Regions from separate parts of the Mus musculus genome. Here region 1 is linked to region 2. The links are chromatin contacts, called in public promoter capture Hi-C maps. All regions are on one chromosome and are shown on one strand. Each heading gives the region's core, a stretch centred on a gene start, on an enhancer-like site or on the middle of the called end of the contact. The rest is flanking DNA. Distances are from core to core; before and after follow the strand shown. Region 1 holds the start of Agrn (agrin). Region 2 holds the start of Tprgl (transformation related protein 63 regulated like).

Region 1 (3,868 bases), core at 165-2,664, 2.0 Mb after region 2:
AAAGGATTTCTAGGAAGGAGCCCCTTATTGAGGCGCTCTGGGGATTTGGGGTTCTGGAATGGAGGGAGCAAAAAAGACAATGGGCAGCTTTTCCACCTGCCTAGCTCCTGCGAGACACCTAAGACTTGCAGCACCTAAAGAACTTTATCTACCTGCGCCCCCCACCCCCAACTATTGTGGGAGATAACCCAAAGGGGGAAAGCTCACAGTTCTCACACCTCCCCCACCCCAGCCACACCCAGGAGCAGCGGGGAGGAAGTCGGGAAAATCCTGCAGGGACTTGGCAAAGTGCCTCGGCAGGGAGAGGAGGGGGCCCAGCGGGGGGATCCCATGAACACACGGTACTCTGAAGGAAGTCACCATCCTTCTCATTCCCAAAGAGTAAGAACAAATCCTGTTTCCAGCGAAGCGATTTGAGGGACGAGGAGAACCAGCAACGGATATTCCGAGGGTATCGACCCCATACCTATTCCAAGGTGCTCTCAAATTCAGCTGCAGTTGAAACAGAGCTAATTCTACCGTATGGCAGGAGAAACCCAGTCCTTTGAGCCCCTGCGCCTCGAGCACAGGAAACTCAGCCACAGCCCTCTGCCCATTTCTCTGCTCCGGCTCGGACACGCGTTCGCTGCAGCACCTTACGCAGGCTCCCCGGGTTGCAGATTAGACCACACACCCCTGACTCCCTGCAGACCACCCCTCGCCCTGGTAAAGGCCTCGCCACAGGTCGACTTCGTCCCCCCTCGTGCCTCCCCGAGCCCTATTCGTTCCTTTTGGCGAAGGTGTACACTTGTTCCCAACAAGAAAGAGGGGCTCTGGACAAGGGTGGGGGCGGGCACGACAGCAACCGGGGCCTGGACGCCGTGAAAGGAGCCACAGCGGCCCCGCAGTAACTTTCGCACCGAGCGGCGGAGTTTTCCGGGACCCGAGCGCCCCCCCCCCCCGGAGGCTCGGCGGTCGCCGAGGGAGCTCCAGCTGGGGCCGCAGAAACGTGCCGGGTTCGTTCCCACGGCTTGGGGACGGGGTCGCAGCGGGGCGGCCGGCACGCGAAGGGCGGGCCTCGGGGACGGGGACCACGGGGGAGAGGAGCCCCGGGCTGGGAATCCAGAGGGCTGGGTCTCGTGGGGTCCGGCCGGGGCCCACCTTGCAGGAGTAGGTGTGCTGCACCGGGTCCACGTTGAGGATCTCCTCCACTGTGCCGGTGAGCACCACGTTCGCCTCCTCCTCGCGCCGCTCCAAGGCGCGCTCCGGGCACGTCCCGCTGGCGCCCGGCACGGCTGGCGCGGCCGCCGCCAGGAGCAGCAGCAGCGGCAGCAGCGGGGCCGGGAAGCTCAGCCGCGGGCGGACCATGGCGCAGCCCGGAACGGCGGGAGGGAGCCGGGAGAGCGCGCGGGCCGGACCGCTCGGGGGGCAGGACTGGACCGCAGCGCGGCGGAGGAGGAGGGAGGGCGGACGGCGTGGGTGGGGCGGGGACTGGGCGGGGACGGGGCGGGGACGGCGTGGGTGGGGCGGGGACTGGGCGGGGACGGGGCGGGGACTGGGCGGGGACTGGCGGCCCCGCCCCGCCCCCTGAGGGCTCAGCCCGCCCCCCGCTCCCTGCGACCCGCGCGGGCAGCGAACAAAGCCCGGAGACTGCGGCGCCCGCCGAGCTGGGGCGGGGGCTCGGCCGGGTGGGTGGGTGGGTGGCCGCCTTGGGGGAGGGGGAGGCGTCGCGCCGGGGCCCCTCCCCCGTCCGCCTGAACTGTCCTCCCACCGGGAAATGCAGCTGAAGTCAGGTTGATGTATAATCGAGGGGCGACGTGCTGGGAATTCCAAGGGGCTCGCCCGGTCTGCACAGGAGACGCTGGCGGAGCCGGACCTTCCCTTCCCCAGCCTGACGCTAGGGCTGCGCGCAGAGGGCCCCGCGGCTGTCCCGGTGCCACCACAGGCCACGCCCCCTGCCGATGGCCGGTCAGCGGTGACTGTGCCGAATGCGCCCAGACCCGCCCAGTGTGATGCTCCTTGTGGACTTAAGTCTTCTCCAGTCTTGCTACAGAACCGTCCCCGCCCCCTCCGTCTCTCCCTCTGTGGACCAGAGCTTCCCCAGCTTGGCCTGGCTAAGTGCAGGATATAAACCGAGGCCCCCGGGAGCCAAGCTAGCACTAGACCTACAGGAGGTTGAAAGAACGCGCAGGGCGGTGGTGGCGCACTCGGGAGGCAGAGGCAGGTGGATTTCTGAGTTCGAGGCCAGCCTGGTCTACAAAGTGAGTTCCAGGACAGCCAGGGCTACACAGAGAAACCCTGTCTCAAAAAACCAAAAACAAAACAAACAAACCGAGAGAATGGGTGGGGGGGGGGGGGATAGGGGATTTTCTGGATAGCATTTGAAATGTAAGTGAAGAAAAAAATTTTGGAAAAAAAAAAAAACAAAAAAAAAACGAGAGAAGACACTATGCTATCTTCCATAGGCTGTTGAGCCAGAAGCCAGAGTGAAGTGTGAGTGTCAGCAGCTCTTCCTCCTGAGAAAGACTCCACCTTCTGGACCCAGATTTGAGGTCGCATCTACACAGTGGGCTCCAGCGTTGCTAGATCTGGCATCACCTAATCCAGATAAGCACAAACACACCAACCAGAAGGGGGTCTTCTGAGGTTCCACTCAAATTCTCTTAAAGGTCTGAAGGACCACAGAAGGACTTGTACTGACTTGCTTGTGCCCTAAGCGCACTCAAAGGCCCGAGTAAGCTGATAGAGGAAAAGACAAAGAGCCATCAGGCAGAAAGGGGGGTGAAGCTTTTTCAAATTGGGTGCCTCCTATCTGAGACATGATGTCCTTTGTGGACAGATGAGCCTCCAATTACTTGTGCCCATCTAACCTGCCTATAGTGGCCTCTTTATAGCCCCGATGAGGATGAGGTGTACTTGCTAACTACCATGTCCTAAACAGCAGGTGGCTGATTTGAATGGTGAGACCCCATCCTACCCTCTGTGAACTAGTGCAGGTGGGACTAGGAACACATACAAAAGAACACATCACCCTCCTTCACAGCTTACCCAGGTAAGAACATTCCTTCACTGTTCCCAAAGGATCTCAGCAGTTCACTGGTTCCATTAGGAGCCTCATCCTGCTACTGGTAGAAACTGGCCTAACCTGTCCCTGAGCCATATGTAGACATGGGGACATTTTTAGGGCCTGGCTGAGACTAAGGACTGGGTCCCAGCAAAAGTGTCTTTCTCCAGAAGTGAATTAATTACTCAAAGGGTCTGGAAGGGGCATTTCCTCACTAGGCTCTCACTGTGAAATCCTTGTCTCTTAACTTGGCAACCCAGAGCCTTCTCACCATGGATAGAAGGGCATTTCTGGAGAGGGACAAGCAAACAAGAGGCAGAGCTTTTTATTGCATCATCTTTTTTTTTTTTTGATATTTTTTCTAATTAGGTATTTTCCTCGTTTACATTTCCAATGCTATCCCAAAAGTCCTCCATACCCCCCCCCCCATCATCTTTTATAACCAACACTGGCTCTGGATGGGGGCCTTAGGCACACTGGTCCCCTCCCCCACCCCTCAGGCGCAAATGCTTGATCACTGTGCACTGGGGCTTTAGGCCATACTCCCCCAGCAGCTCCTTGTCCTCCATGGGCCTTCCCTCGAAGCTCAGCCAGAACTGGTCTTCGTGGACTTGTTCCCGCTGGGACACCTTCTTCTTAAGCGTGTCTACAGTCTGCGTCAGAAAGACCTCATAGATGTTGCTGTGGCCCCTTTCGTTCCTCACCAGGATGCTCAGAGGCTCGCTGCAGTTCTGTACCACTAGCATCACTGTGCTGCTGGGACCCAGACCCAGACTGGAAAGGGTAAGACCGTCCTGGAGCACTGCAGTTTGGTGGGCCAGGCGC
Region 2 (3,823 bases), core at 869-3,368:
CTTTGAAGAGAATAAACATGGAGCCTTAACCTCATGCCAAGACAGCAGTACTGGGAAACGAGGATTCTGAGTTCAAATCCTCCCAAATACCACATAGTGATGACATCACCAATGACAGGTTGGGCCCTATGAGCTGTGTCATCAGGTGGTTCATCATGTACAAACATCATGAAGGGACCTGCCTTAAGTCCAACCTAGAGAGTACCAGTCTATCTCTAAAGATGCAGTCAGGAGATTCGGCAGCCTGAGACAAGGTACTGCCAGTGCCAACAGGTGGAAAATCTTTTTTACAGACGCACATGCTCTGGAGTGCACCTCACTAAGCAGGTGATGCTGTAATTGCACACGCTGCCTGCACTGGTGTGCTGTGCACTGACTGACAGGTAGCATCACAGATGGAGGAATTCATGAGGACTATGATGTCACCAAGTGACAGGGCTTTCTCAGCCCTACTCTAACTGTGCAGAATGCTCAGCGCTCCCTCAGCACCTCTCCTGGGAACTTCCAGAGTACCTGTGTCACCAGCAGCACCTGCCAAGCCCCGCCAGTACTGTGGGCTTTTCCCATGCTCGCTCACCCACCCAGTCCAGACTGAGCATCCTGCAATGGGATGGTGACTCTGTTCTTAAACAGCACCACCTAGCTTCCTACTGTGGAACTGCACCTCCAGGGTTCACACTGACAGTGGCCTTGGCCTGCTTACATGGCACAGAGACGCTGTCTTCTCGTCCATGCCAGCCATTGGGTGTTCTATGAAGGTGGCATAGGGCATGTTTGTAGACCAGGGGTTCCATCTGTTGATGAAGGAAGGGCGGCTCTGCTTGTCCCACTGAATGCGAACCCCAAAGCCTTCTCTCCTGATGGGGGAGGGGGAGAAAGCCTTGCTTACCACAGGAATACAACATTGCATTCAGTATCAGGGATGGCTGGGGAACCTGTGACCTAGTGTAACAATGGCCTCCACTAACAGCTTCACACACTTCCAAAGCGTAACAAGTTAATGAGCCTCCTTTGCAGCCTATGAAACCGGCACACAGTCCAACCTGGCCTAATTATGGCCGTGTTTGTTCTTAATGTTACTGAATGATGCTTAAGTTAGTAGCCATTAGCTTCCTGGAGTCCCTAGTCAAATAATTCTTTTATAGCAAGCCAACCAGTCTCTGAAGGCTGTTAGGTGTTTTGCGATGTATCGAATTTTTAGTAATACTGAGCACATGCCCTGTGTCTCCCTCCTGCTGGAGTTAAAACTCCCAGACTCCCTACATAGCTTATGACAGTGGGCTCTGATTCCATGTATCTTAACGGTATTTAAATGAATGGTTTTTAGTGGGGACAGAGTGGCCGACTGTGCCAGCATCCCTTTCAAGGAGGTACTGAGCAACCCGGAAATCACCAGCCTCTACTTAAAGGTCCTTTCCACTGGTTCTTCAAGATGAGACCTTTACCTCACAAGAGAGTGGGTCAATACCACTTACAGGATCCGCTGGGGCCCTGCCGTGTAGTGCGCTGGTGCACCTACTTGTTGAGCGACTTCGGAGGAAACTGGAATTCTCCACAGGAGATGGTGTCTACCGCGCTGAGCGCCACCCTGACCACCTGCTGGCACTGAAGGCTGATGAAGTCATATTTGCAGATGAGCAGCGACTGGTCGGTGACCAGCACCAGCCGCTCCTTCTCGTTGTTCCAGTGGTCCACCCTGGAGAGGAGAGGGGCCGCCCATCACCAAGAGCCCCGCCTGCCCCCGCCCGCCCCCGCCCAGTGTCCCCGCAGTCCCCTCGCGCCGGCTTACTCGGTCAGCAGCCACACCCCCTGGATCTCGCCGTCCTCCACGGGCCGTACCACGGCGCGGATCTCCTCGACCGCCTGCTCGATGGTGCCGGGCCGGAACACGAAGTACTCCTTGACGCGGGCGCGGCGTGTAGGGTCGTGGACGTTCAGCGGCCACAACGTCTGGCGCAGCGGTGTGCCCGCCCCAGGCCGGCCCGCACCCGCGTCCTCGCCGGCCGCCAGCACCGCCGTGGGGCTCGTGCCCGCCGAGTCCACCGTGTCCCGCAGCTGCAGCATCGCGCCGCCACCGGCAGCCTCCACCGACGGCCGCCGCCCCGGCGTCCGCCCGGCCGCGCCCCGCCCTCCCTCGTTCGCCTTGTGATTGGTTGAGTCCTGCAGAGCCCGCCTTCCGGACCCGCCTCCAGCTCCGTCGACTGCGTCTCGCGATTGGCTTTCCCCTAAGCTGTCTTCTGCAATTGGGTCTAAAGTGCTGCCGTTCATGATTACGGCGGCCCCTCCTGGGCCGGAAGCTGCCGCCACGCGCGGAGCCACTTCCTGTTTACAGGAAGGGCGAGTTAAAAAAAAAAAAAATGCCGGTCGGGGGTTCCTGGCTGAGAACGGGGAAAGGGACGCCATGGACTCGCGCGGAAGGGGGCACTTGGGGGCTCGTGCGTAGGGCGTTGCCCCGACAGTGTGTCCTCGCTTGGCTCCGTGCCCTTCACCTTCGGGCTTACGGTGCACTTCGGGCGGAGGTGTGCGGCGCACTTAGGAGGTGTGCATGCCTGGGGAGTGTGAAAGTGTGGGCATGGGTGTGTGCGCGTCTGAGGATTGTGAAAGCGTGGGAATGGGTGTGTGCGCGTCTGAGGATTGTGGACACTGTGTCGGGGCACCTCAGATAGAGGCTTCTCAGGAGTGTGCTGCACTCCTTGGGCGTGGTCACCTTGGGAGTGTGGGTTTATAGGGTGTGTGCACACTGGAGATAGGAGTGTGTGCAGGTCAGAGGTGGCTGTCAGAGGGTTCTTTATATTGGGCATGATACGCACAAGTAAGCTACCATGTCACCGAAGAGTGCTGCTGGGGCGGGGGGTGGGGGGAGTTGGAAGGAAACGCCGTAGGATGCTCTTGGGCCCTGCAGCTTCTCCCTGGGACAGAAGCCATGCGAGATGTCCCTGAGTTCCTGCTCCCACGGGGGTGCCAGCAGTGTGCCTGGGTTGATGGAGCTAATGGACCGCTATGATAGTGTGGCCCAAAAGTCTTTTCTAACAGTCACCAAGACATAGGTTAGACTCATCAGTGAATGACAGCCCAAGATACAGCTCAGGCCTGTAGTCTGTCTCCTGACCGTTGTGAGGGCTCCTTAGCCTGCTGGACCTTTTACAGTGTGGCTTCGTCAGAGAATCCAGTCCAATGAGGTCTCCGGGACACTGGTGGGAGCAGCCACGATGACGTGAATTCCCACAGAGGTTCCTGAGACCGCTGTGGATGTGAAGAGTGTGCTGAAAGCTGACAGAGAAAGGGGAGATGAATAGATAAGTGCATATAAGGCAATAAGCCAGGGATGGAGAGGTGGCTCAGCAGTTAAGAACACTGGCTGCGCCGGGCGTGGTGGCGCACGCCTTTAATCCCAGCACTCGGGAGGCAGAGGCAGGCAGATTTCTGAGTTCCAGGCCAGCCTGGTCTACATAGTGAGTTCCAGGACAGCCAGGGCTACACAGAGAAACCCTGTCTCGAAAAAAACCAAAAAAAAAAAAAAAAAAAATCAAGGAGGCTTCTACCTTTAGGGCTGGTAAGATGGCTCAGTTGGTAAGAGCACCCGACTGCTCTTCCGAAGGTCCAAAGTTCAAATCCCAGCAACCACATGGTGGCTCACAACCACCCGTAATGAGATCTGATGCCCTCTTCTGGTGCATCTGAAGACAGCTACAGTGTACTTACATATAATAAATAAATAAATAAATCTTTAAAAAAAAAAACAAAAAACACTGGCTGCTCTTCCAAAGGACTGGGGTTCAATCCCCAGCACCCACATGGCAGCTCACGACTCTTAACTCCAGGA

Evidence for each region. Promoter capture Hi-C pulls out the DNA fragments that hold promoters and counts their contacts.
Region 1: a promoter capture Hi-C map of pre-B cells shows a contact between it and region 2, with 2.5 times the contacts expected there. The contact joins the promoter of Agrn here to the promoter of Tprgl in region 2.

What each region holds. Positions count from the first base shown.
Region 1 is chr4:156,196,074-156,199,941 of GRCm38.p6, forward strand. Agrn (agrin) reads right to left here and starts at 1,415. Exons shown (of 36, transcript NM_021604.3): 1 at 1,141-1,415. The coding sequence starts at 1,347. Gm46878 (a long non-coding RNA gene) reads left to right here. Exons shown (of 4, transcript XR_003955191.1): 4 at 2,445-3,430. It overlaps Isg15 (ISG15 ubiquitin-like modifier), which reads right to left. Exons shown (of 2, transcript NM_015783.3): 2 at 3,351-3,868. The coding sequence ends at 3,511.
Region 2 is chr4:154,158,566-154,162,388 of GRCm38.p6, forward strand. Tprgl (transformation related protein 63 regulated like) reads right to left here and starts at 2,119. Exons shown (of 4, transcript NM_026388.2): 1 at 1,790-2,119; 2 at 1,520-1,696; 3 at 704-857. The coding sequence starts at 2,064.